2 separate regions of the Gossypium hirsutum genome follow, and region 1 is linked to region 2. The links are chromatin contacts, called in public Hi-C maps. All regions are on one chromosome and are shown on one strand. The core of a region is the stretch at or near the end of the contact, and the rest is flanking DNA. Distances in the headings are between cores, read along the strand shown. Region 1 holds the start of LOC107957443 (acyl-CoA-binding domain-containing protein 4). Region 2 has its middle 12 kb from the start of LOC107961206.

Region 1 (4,121 bases), core at 1,272-3,771, 120 kb after region 2:
TCCAAACGTTTTTAAAGATTGTATTTTAAAATCTTTTCAAATTTTCAACATTAGGACATTAATCGATCAATACGGTACCAATTTTGGGCGTTGCGAGGGTGTTAATCCTTCCTCGCGCGTAACCGACTCCCGAATCCGTCTTCTAGTTTTTCGTAGACCAAAAAATATTGTTTTAATAAACCAAAATTTTTTATTAAAATGATCGACCACAGGGTGACCCTATCACACCTAAACAAAAAGGAGTGGTGGCGACTCCATACCTTGTTTAAAAGTCGATCCCCGTTTTTCAAAATAAAAATAGTTTCGACAAAAAGATTTCAAAATCCTCCCTCAATCCTACTACTAACTGATAAACTACCTACTCACACAGACTTTTAACTCCAACCAAACTCTCACTGCCGACAGAAGTAAAAATTAATACCAATGCTCGCACAGGGATTTAAACACAAGACCTCTAATACTATTACTCCCTTACCACTCAAACCAGCAAGCTCATTCTAATATGAATTAACGAAAAATTTAATATAAGCCCAAAGAACAAAGGTAGAGCTTAGATCCAAAAATAGCCAAAATTTACTAAAGGTAAAGTTTGAATTTAGAACCTCTCAATCACTCCTAGAACACTTAACCACTGAAGCAAATACACATTTATATCAAGTACTTACAAAAACATAAATAAAAAGATCAGGGCGTTACAAGTCATTTCTGCTAAAGCTTTCATCCATTTGTACTATTAAAACTTGATTTGACTAGAGAAATAATTAGACAATAACATGTGATGTGCCATGTATATTTCATGCTGACATACAAAGACCAAGCTTTAACAATAAAAATGAATGAAATTTTTAACATAAGGATTGGGACTAATTTGTGCATTTTTAATAAATGGGTAAAAGGTAATTTGACTAGATGCCTCCATGATACTTTTACCCTTATTAGTGTCATTAAAAATTTAAGGATCTAGTCAGCATCTTTATTTAAAAAGATAAATATCAAATTTATACATGAATCTTGGTCCAATGTGCAATTTAATACATGAACTTTAATTTGGTGCACATAAAACTTTAATTTGATGCAATTATACACATAAAACTTGAATTATGGTCCATATGTATACATGAAACTTTAATTTTGATTTATTTGTGCATATTTAAAGAAATGAATACATACATTTATTTTCATATTAGATAAATATAGTGTATGCAATATATCAATGCAAGATGATGTTAATTTGATAATGTTATCAATAATTTGTGAAAATTGAATTGAACTAAAATTTCATGTATAACATTGAACATCAAATCAAAGTTCATATATAAATTTGATATTTATCCCTTATTTAAAACATTTCAATTTGATTGAAAACAACAAATTAAGGACCAAATGTAACTAAAAATATTAGAGTTAAATTAACCAAAAAAAAATGTTAATGTTAAGGAATGAATTTAACATCAACCCTTTAAATTTTGTTACTTTTTAATTGAAAATGATTTTAAATTTATTTGTATATTTCTATAACGCTTAATATATCATTTGATTTTTAAGTCTAACATTTTTTTTCTAATATATGTTATTTGCGGTTTTTTATATCTATATTTGATAAAAAGTTATACATTTTTAATATAGAAGGTAACAATATTAATTTTTTAGTGATTATTTTGAGGGTTTTAGAATTAACGAAAATTCATAATTAACAAATATAAACAATAAACTTTCATCAAATTAACCTTAAAATCTAAAAAAAAATAGCAGTTTGTAATTAACAAATTAAGAATAAAATTAAACAAATTTGCAATTAATACTAAACTTATTTTGTTAATGAAACTATGAAAATTTGAACCTAATAATATTAATAATTAACTTTTATCAAATGAACACTATCACCTCAGTTGAACATTAAAAGAACTATTTAAAAGTTTTTATTTAAATCATTAGATTGTTAAGTTTTTTTATAGATAAAAGTTAGGCTAGCAAAATTTAAGCGACGATACGGTGGATCAGAACCCACCGACAAATAGAAGAACATGTCTTAGATCCAAATCCATCTAACAATCAGTGCTGAAGATCAAAGAAGAAAATTGTTTGGATTTTGATTTGTCAAATTCATGACATTCAAAGTTGTTTCATGGAAAAATTTGAATTGTAATAGAGAAGAGAAATGAGAGATTTTGATTGGTACAGATTGTGTGAACTAAGAAGGTCGTGCAACAACGATTTTAATAGCTCGGTGACTCAAATGATATCTTTTGAATAATTCAATGATTATTTTATAACTTTTTGAAGTTAAGTAGCCAAAACGTAAATTTACTAATAGTCAAGCGATATTAGGTGTAGTCTACCTAAAAATTTAAAATAATTATAAGTATCAAAATATATAATTTTTATCAAATACAAATATTATATTGAAAAAATATAAATATCAAACTGAACAAACATTAAATTAGGATACCAAATGATATATTAACATTTTATAAATTAATTTAAATATTTTTTTAGTGCGTACGGTAGTGACAACTGGGAAGCTTTAAAGAGACGATTTGAGCTTTACGCAGACAAAAAATACACGTAGGCACAAAAACGAAAAAGAAAAAAAAAACTCTTCACCTGGGACGTAGAGATTTAGATCTTAACGGCTGGTGTTCGATTCTTCGTCTTATGGCATAATCAACACCGTCTGATCTCTTCCCACATCCCCCTTCATCCTCCGATCTCATATTCCTGATCAGCTTCTCAGATCCAATTCTCCGAAATCAACGGTTCTTAACTCATTTCCCTTTAATTTTGCACAATTCAGGTAATTTTAATTTTGTTTCTTTCGTTTTGAGCATTTTACGCTCTAGATTTTTATTCGAATTTGAATGTTAATGATTTAGATCTCCGGTAGGAATGTGGAATTTGGTGAACTCTGTTTGTTTTCTGAGAAAAATGGAAGAAATTTGAATTTTGTTTGTTTCCAAGGAAATGGGAGTGTGTTGACTTGTTTAAGTCAGACAACTTTTATCAGGTTGATTTGAGTGGAGAGATATGAATTAATCTATTTGTTGATTTTCCTGCCTTTTCTCTGCTACCAAACAGCAGGATAGAATACTGAAATATCCAATAATAGCTGAATTTTAAAACGAGTATTTAATTTAGCCTGAATCTAGAATTGGCTATTGTTTTGCGTTTTATAGAGTTCATTTACAACAATTTTGTACATGTTTTTGCCTTTGAAAACTCTAGGTTGGTCGATTTCAAATAGTTTGACAAAATTCTGTGATTTAATGGATAGAATTCAGTTGAAGAATTATGAAGAATTATATTGATCAAATTGTTTTTGAACAAGCATAACTATCATAATTCAATGTTTTCTCTATTTGATTGATGCTTGTTAATAGATAATCGTCGCTGGAGTTTTGAAATACATGATCAAGTTTGACAAATGTAGTTATCCCAACTAGAATGTTTTCATCCGATGTTAACAAGTAGATACTGTTAGCTGTAGATGCTGTTAGCTATATGTGTAAGTTGTCTATAAAATTTGTATCTTTATATGGTGGATTTCTTTGCGTGTTCTTTAAGTTCATCTTTATTGGTCCTGTTTTGAGTAACTTGCTTCATCTGTCCTTTCAGTGACTCGTTTCTTTTTCAATTAAAAATGATACAAGTAGCATTCTCTATAAGTTTCTCCATATCCAAACTTTTTACTGGATTAAATGATGGTGCGTCTGATATTTAAAATCTCTGCTGTATCTCTCAAGTCTTAAGACTGAGGTTCTGTTTAGATCTTGAATTCCAAAGGGAAAGGGAAGTAGGTTTTAAAAATTCTCTAGAATTTTGATTCCGTTGCATTTTTCTGCTGTCACACCAAACATTTGTATAAAGGATTATAGTTTATAGATTTCTATCTTGCTCCTAAACTTCCACTCCACTGGCTTTTTATAAAAACTTATTTGTGACTTGTGTACCTCTTGATTGTATATGTTTTGCAACTGAATATCTTGATTGACAGACGAACAGCTGTGTTATGGGAGCAGAAGAGATTAAAAAGGACATGGATATCATTAGTTGGCCTTCAGATTTGGCATATGAGCAGTGGGTAGCACTCCCGGTTTCTGGCGCACGACCATCAGCTCGATACA
Region 2 (4,581 bases), core at 1,644-4,143:
TACAGTTTCATATCCAAAGGCTCGATTCTAACTACAGTATTATTTCAGTACATTACAGTATAAGAAAAAGAAGTACTTACAGATTTGGTGCCGGAGATTCAGTGTGCCACTTCTTCAGAAATCAGAAATTCAAATTTATTCTTTGTGCACTTTGAAAATAAAATTTAAGAGAATTTTCTAACATTTTCACAAAATCGATTTCAGTGTTTTTCCATGGAACTAGATTTCAAAATTTTATGAAAAAATGTTTGGACACGATCCACAGCCGAGTTGTTGTAATCGGGCTCGATACCACTTAATGTAACACCCCAAACCCGGCCCAGAAGTTACGACCGAATCCGGCGTGTCACATTGAAGTTTTTTTCGAAAACCATGTTTTCATTGAAAACCATTCTTGATGTTTAGAAACTTTTACCGTTTAAACTTGTATAAAACCTTAGCCTTATTTTTTTCCAAAACGTGATTCATTGTAACAATCAAAACATTGTTAACAACCTTGTAAAATCTTATGGGAAACTTTAAAAACTTATAAACCTTTATAGTGGCAGAAACATGTTATTTTAAAAATAGTTAAATATCGAGAAATCAAACCTTCTTTGTTATGGCTTAAAGTGAATGGAAGATGTGCACCAGGTAGGAAGCCAGAAAAGAGGAGGTGAGTCTATTGGACTGCTTAAGTACCAAGCTTTTTATGGATCCAATCCTAGACATGCACACATCCATTGCCACACTTAAAGCATATTGCTTGTCCACGAACAGCAAATTAAGTTTAAGTCTATTTAAAATATTTATTTCCTTTGAAAACATTTACGTTGCGGAAGCTTTGCTCGGTAATCGTGATATTTTGAAAATAAGTAACTTTTATAAAACGCGCCCTAGAGCTAACAAATTTAATAACCCAAAATATTAAAAATAATAAAAAGAGCGGCCTTATTACAATTTAAACCAGAATAAAAATAATCAAAATAATAAATGCGAAACTTATTTTAAAGAAAACAGAAACTTAATCTTCGTGGCCACTCTGAATCCCGCCCAGCTCCAAGTCCACCAACTAGGGCTCACCTGCAAGGATGGAAGAGAAAGAGGGTGAGTTTGGAAAACTCAGTGTGTAAAGTATCCCAACCAGAGCCCAAATCAGTTCAAGCCTTACTGGGCCTAAGCCCTATTCAGAAATCAGTGTTAACTAAGCCTTAGCCCATATCAATATTAATCTGGGCCATAGCCCCTTACAGTATGAGAGTATACTGGGCCTAGCCCATGTCAGTATCAATCTGGGCCGTAGCCCTATTACAAGTCGAGATATATTAGGCCTTGCCCATATTAACATAGTTGGGCCCGCTTCAATACAGTTGGCCCATAACAAAACAGTCTTATGTGATTAATGCATGATAACCCCATCCAACCCTGCACTTACCTCCGTCCATCCCTACACTTCCTGTGAGGAATAAATCACCCACGCAATCCTTACACTTACAGTGTTAGCACCGGTTGCGGCACTAACTATAATCCGCAGTAAAGCTGCTTATATCAGAATATGTGGCACAGCCACCAGAACGGGTTCTTCCTCCATAACATAACCCAGATCCTATGCAACAGATATATATGTCATGGCATACAACAAACAGAATCAGAATATCATGCATTTCAGTCAAAATTAACCCTAGGGGTATAATGGTCTTTTTGCACCTAGGGGTAAAACGATAATTTTCATACTTAGGGGTGTTTTAGTAAAATTCTCTATTCTAGAGTTTACATACATATTCTAACCATTAACACATTAACAGAAGCGCTTACCGAGCGTTTTTACCGAATGGGGCCCGTTGGCCCACTAACCCGTTTTCAGCCCATTAAGCCCAAATATACCGAAGTGCACGAAATTGCGCACTCTGCAATCATACTCCTTGCGATTACCAAAATTAACAACCAAACCACCTCACAAGCGCTCGCACACTCGCAAGTTCACAAATGCCGGCTTTTCGGCTTTTGGCGATCTAGTCTATGAGTGGGTGTCGTTTACACACCTGTTTTATGACGATTCGCTAATGAGATCTCCCCCACGATTAACCTTGTTGATCTTACTAGCCTCCAAATAGATCTTAATCGCTAGCCTTCAATGCGCACATATAAAAAAAACGAATGAAAAATACTTAATTTTAATCTTGGCAAAAATCGATAGTCTCCCTAAAGTATTTAGGGGTTTTCAGCTTATCCTCGAATTACTAAATAAAGAAAAATAAGATCTGAATGCTTACCACCAAAGACGTTCTTGTCAGAAGCGTTTCCAACACTTTTCAAATCTTAGATCCACTGTGAATCTATCTTAATCGCAAGTAGGAAATAGATCTAAAAATTAATTCTCGAATCACTAAAGTATGGATGTTTCGGATTTTAGTATAATGAAAAAGAGAAAATAGAAAAACAGAAAAGAGGAGATGACAGTACAGATTCGGCTTTGAAGGAAATTAAAGAAGGAAGAGATGAGATAAAAGAAAAGAAAGAAAAGAAGAGTAGAAGAAGATAGGTTCGGTTATTATCGATGAAGGAAAGATGAACAAAAAGGGAATAATTCATAAAAGTCAAAATTCAAAGAACAAATACGGTACTTAATGCTTATTAAAAATAACGCATAGGCACGCCGCTGGCCACTGCGTCGTAGCTTGCTCTTGGATATATGACAGTCGCAATTAACTTTAAACCTTACCTGCTGAAGTCTTGGTCCACCTAAAAACAAACCAAAATAATGCTAGAACCTGGATTCGTACTCGTGCCCTCTCAGTCCCTTTAACGCGCTGCTGCCATTGCGCCCAAAGCGCTCGTTGTTTTAGGCTCTGCTTGCAACTTCTCTTAAACCTTATTTTATCGCAACCCGTTTACAAACCAAATGTCTCGCGCGCATCGCGACTTGAACCCAGGCACCTCTTCCGCCATCCTAGCACACTTAGCCACTAGGCCGGATGCTTGCTTCTGACATGAATTAACCTGAACTACTAATAAGGCCTACCTGCGACAGCCCTTGGTTTTTCTAAAATAAAAACCCACATTTGTGCACGCAGGGAATCGAATCCCTGCTCCCTTCCTACTGCTTAACACGCCTAACCACTAGGCCAAACTCCTCCTTTTGTTCAATTTTAGCCTAACTTATTAATAAATCTTTATGCCCAGATCCCCTAAAGGAGCAAAAATAATAATTTTTGCTAGAGTCTTGGACCGAATTTTTCCCACACTTTAAATACTTCTAAATTTATTTAAAAACTAAAATAATAATAATGACCATAATAATGAAAATTTCAAATACGATAATATATATATTTTTCCTAATAATAATAATTATAATTTCCATAAATCAATAGAAATAGATACAGTAAAATTTTCTAATAATATGTTAATTTAAACACTAAATTAACAACAAGAATTTTATAAATATATTTGTATCTAATGATTATAATGATAACAATTTTCATAAAAATTAAAATATTAGTAATAACATAAATATTTTATCAATATATATTTTAAACACTAGTAATATTCAAAACTTCTCAATATTCAGGTTTTCTTCTATCCGAATCCCAGACTCAAAGCCCAACTCTTCTAGGCCCAATTTTTGGGGCGTTACAAGATACATTATTTTAACTTTATTTGTATCGACTTCTGGCAATAGTATCCCACCTATAAGTTGCAGAATGAATGCTCTTGCAGCGTAGATAATGTCCATCTGCGTTGGACTGCTCAGAAGATGCTGGAAGTTTTCTTTTAACCAAGTAAATTTAATATAGGTTAATCGTCCTTCCTCGTCGTTGGGGGCACTCTTCCAAGTAACCGCTAGCAAGTGCCCCATGAATAGGGCTCTCTTCCAAGCTCGGTCACTGCTTTATCAATTATAGACAGCCCTAGTTGGACTGCTACGTCTTGCAGTATAATAGTTACCTCCCCATATGGAAGGTGAAACATATGTGTCTCCGGGAATCATCTTTCAACTAAGGCCGATATTAAATTGGTCTGTAGCTCATATATCTGAATGTACATGGCGACCCCAAAACCCGCGACATTTAAATACGAAAAAACTCTTAAATTGGGAAAATAACTGGATCATGTATCCGGGGTCTCACAATTCAGTATATATCCTACGTTTATAGTAAATATAGAATGTTATATTTTTCATTTAAAAAAGAATTCAAATGAATATTTAAAATTAAATGAAACATTTTTTTTCTTTTTTACCTTATGCACATAGGCTGCAATGTGGTTGTTGTAATTTAAAATAATATTAGGATTAGGATCCATGTAGTGATCGGCGGTGGTTGACGGTGAATGATGGTTGTCAGAGGTGTTTGGAGGTGATCAGTGGTCGTCGGTCAACGGTGGTCGGCGGTTTTGGGTTGAAGTTGGCAATTTATAGTAGAGGACCATAGTGGCTGAGTAAGGGCAAAATTGGAAAAAAAAAGGAAAAAATTTGTGTGAAATGACATACTATTACCGACCATTGGAAGGGCAAAATAGCCTTGGTCACACAAGCACTGGCCCTATCATTTCAACCTTTTTTTTTTTCATTTCTATTTTAATTTCCATTTCATTTCATTTTAA

The links. A called contact is a pair of places that touch in the nucleus more often than the background predicts.
Region 1: a contact with region 2 is called in a Hi-C map of leaf, with 2.0 times the contacts expected there. The contact joins the promoter of LOC107957443 here to the enhancer-like site in region 2. A contact is called at or near these places in 2 of 34 Hi-C or Micro-C datasets (both in leaf).

What each region holds. Positions count from the first base shown.
Region 1 is chrA05:37,386,611-37,390,731 of Gossypium_hirsutum_v2.1, forward strand. It overlaps LOC107957443 (acyl-CoA-binding domain-containing protein 4), which reads left to right and starts at 2,522. Exons shown (of 14, transcript XM_016892960.2): 1 at 2,522-2,794; 2 at 3,992-4,121. The coding sequence starts at 4,007.
Region 2 is chrA05:37,269,683-37,274,263 of Gossypium_hirsutum_v2.1, forward strand. No RefSeq gene overlaps it. Among protein-coding and RNA genes, the nearest start is that of LOC107961206, 12 kb to the right of the region's middle. Within about 2 kb of position 2,894, at least 3 of the 9 cell types and tissues checked have an H3K27ac peak or open chromatin away from gene starts, as enhancers often do. A contact at or near this core is called in leaf, where this site is marked.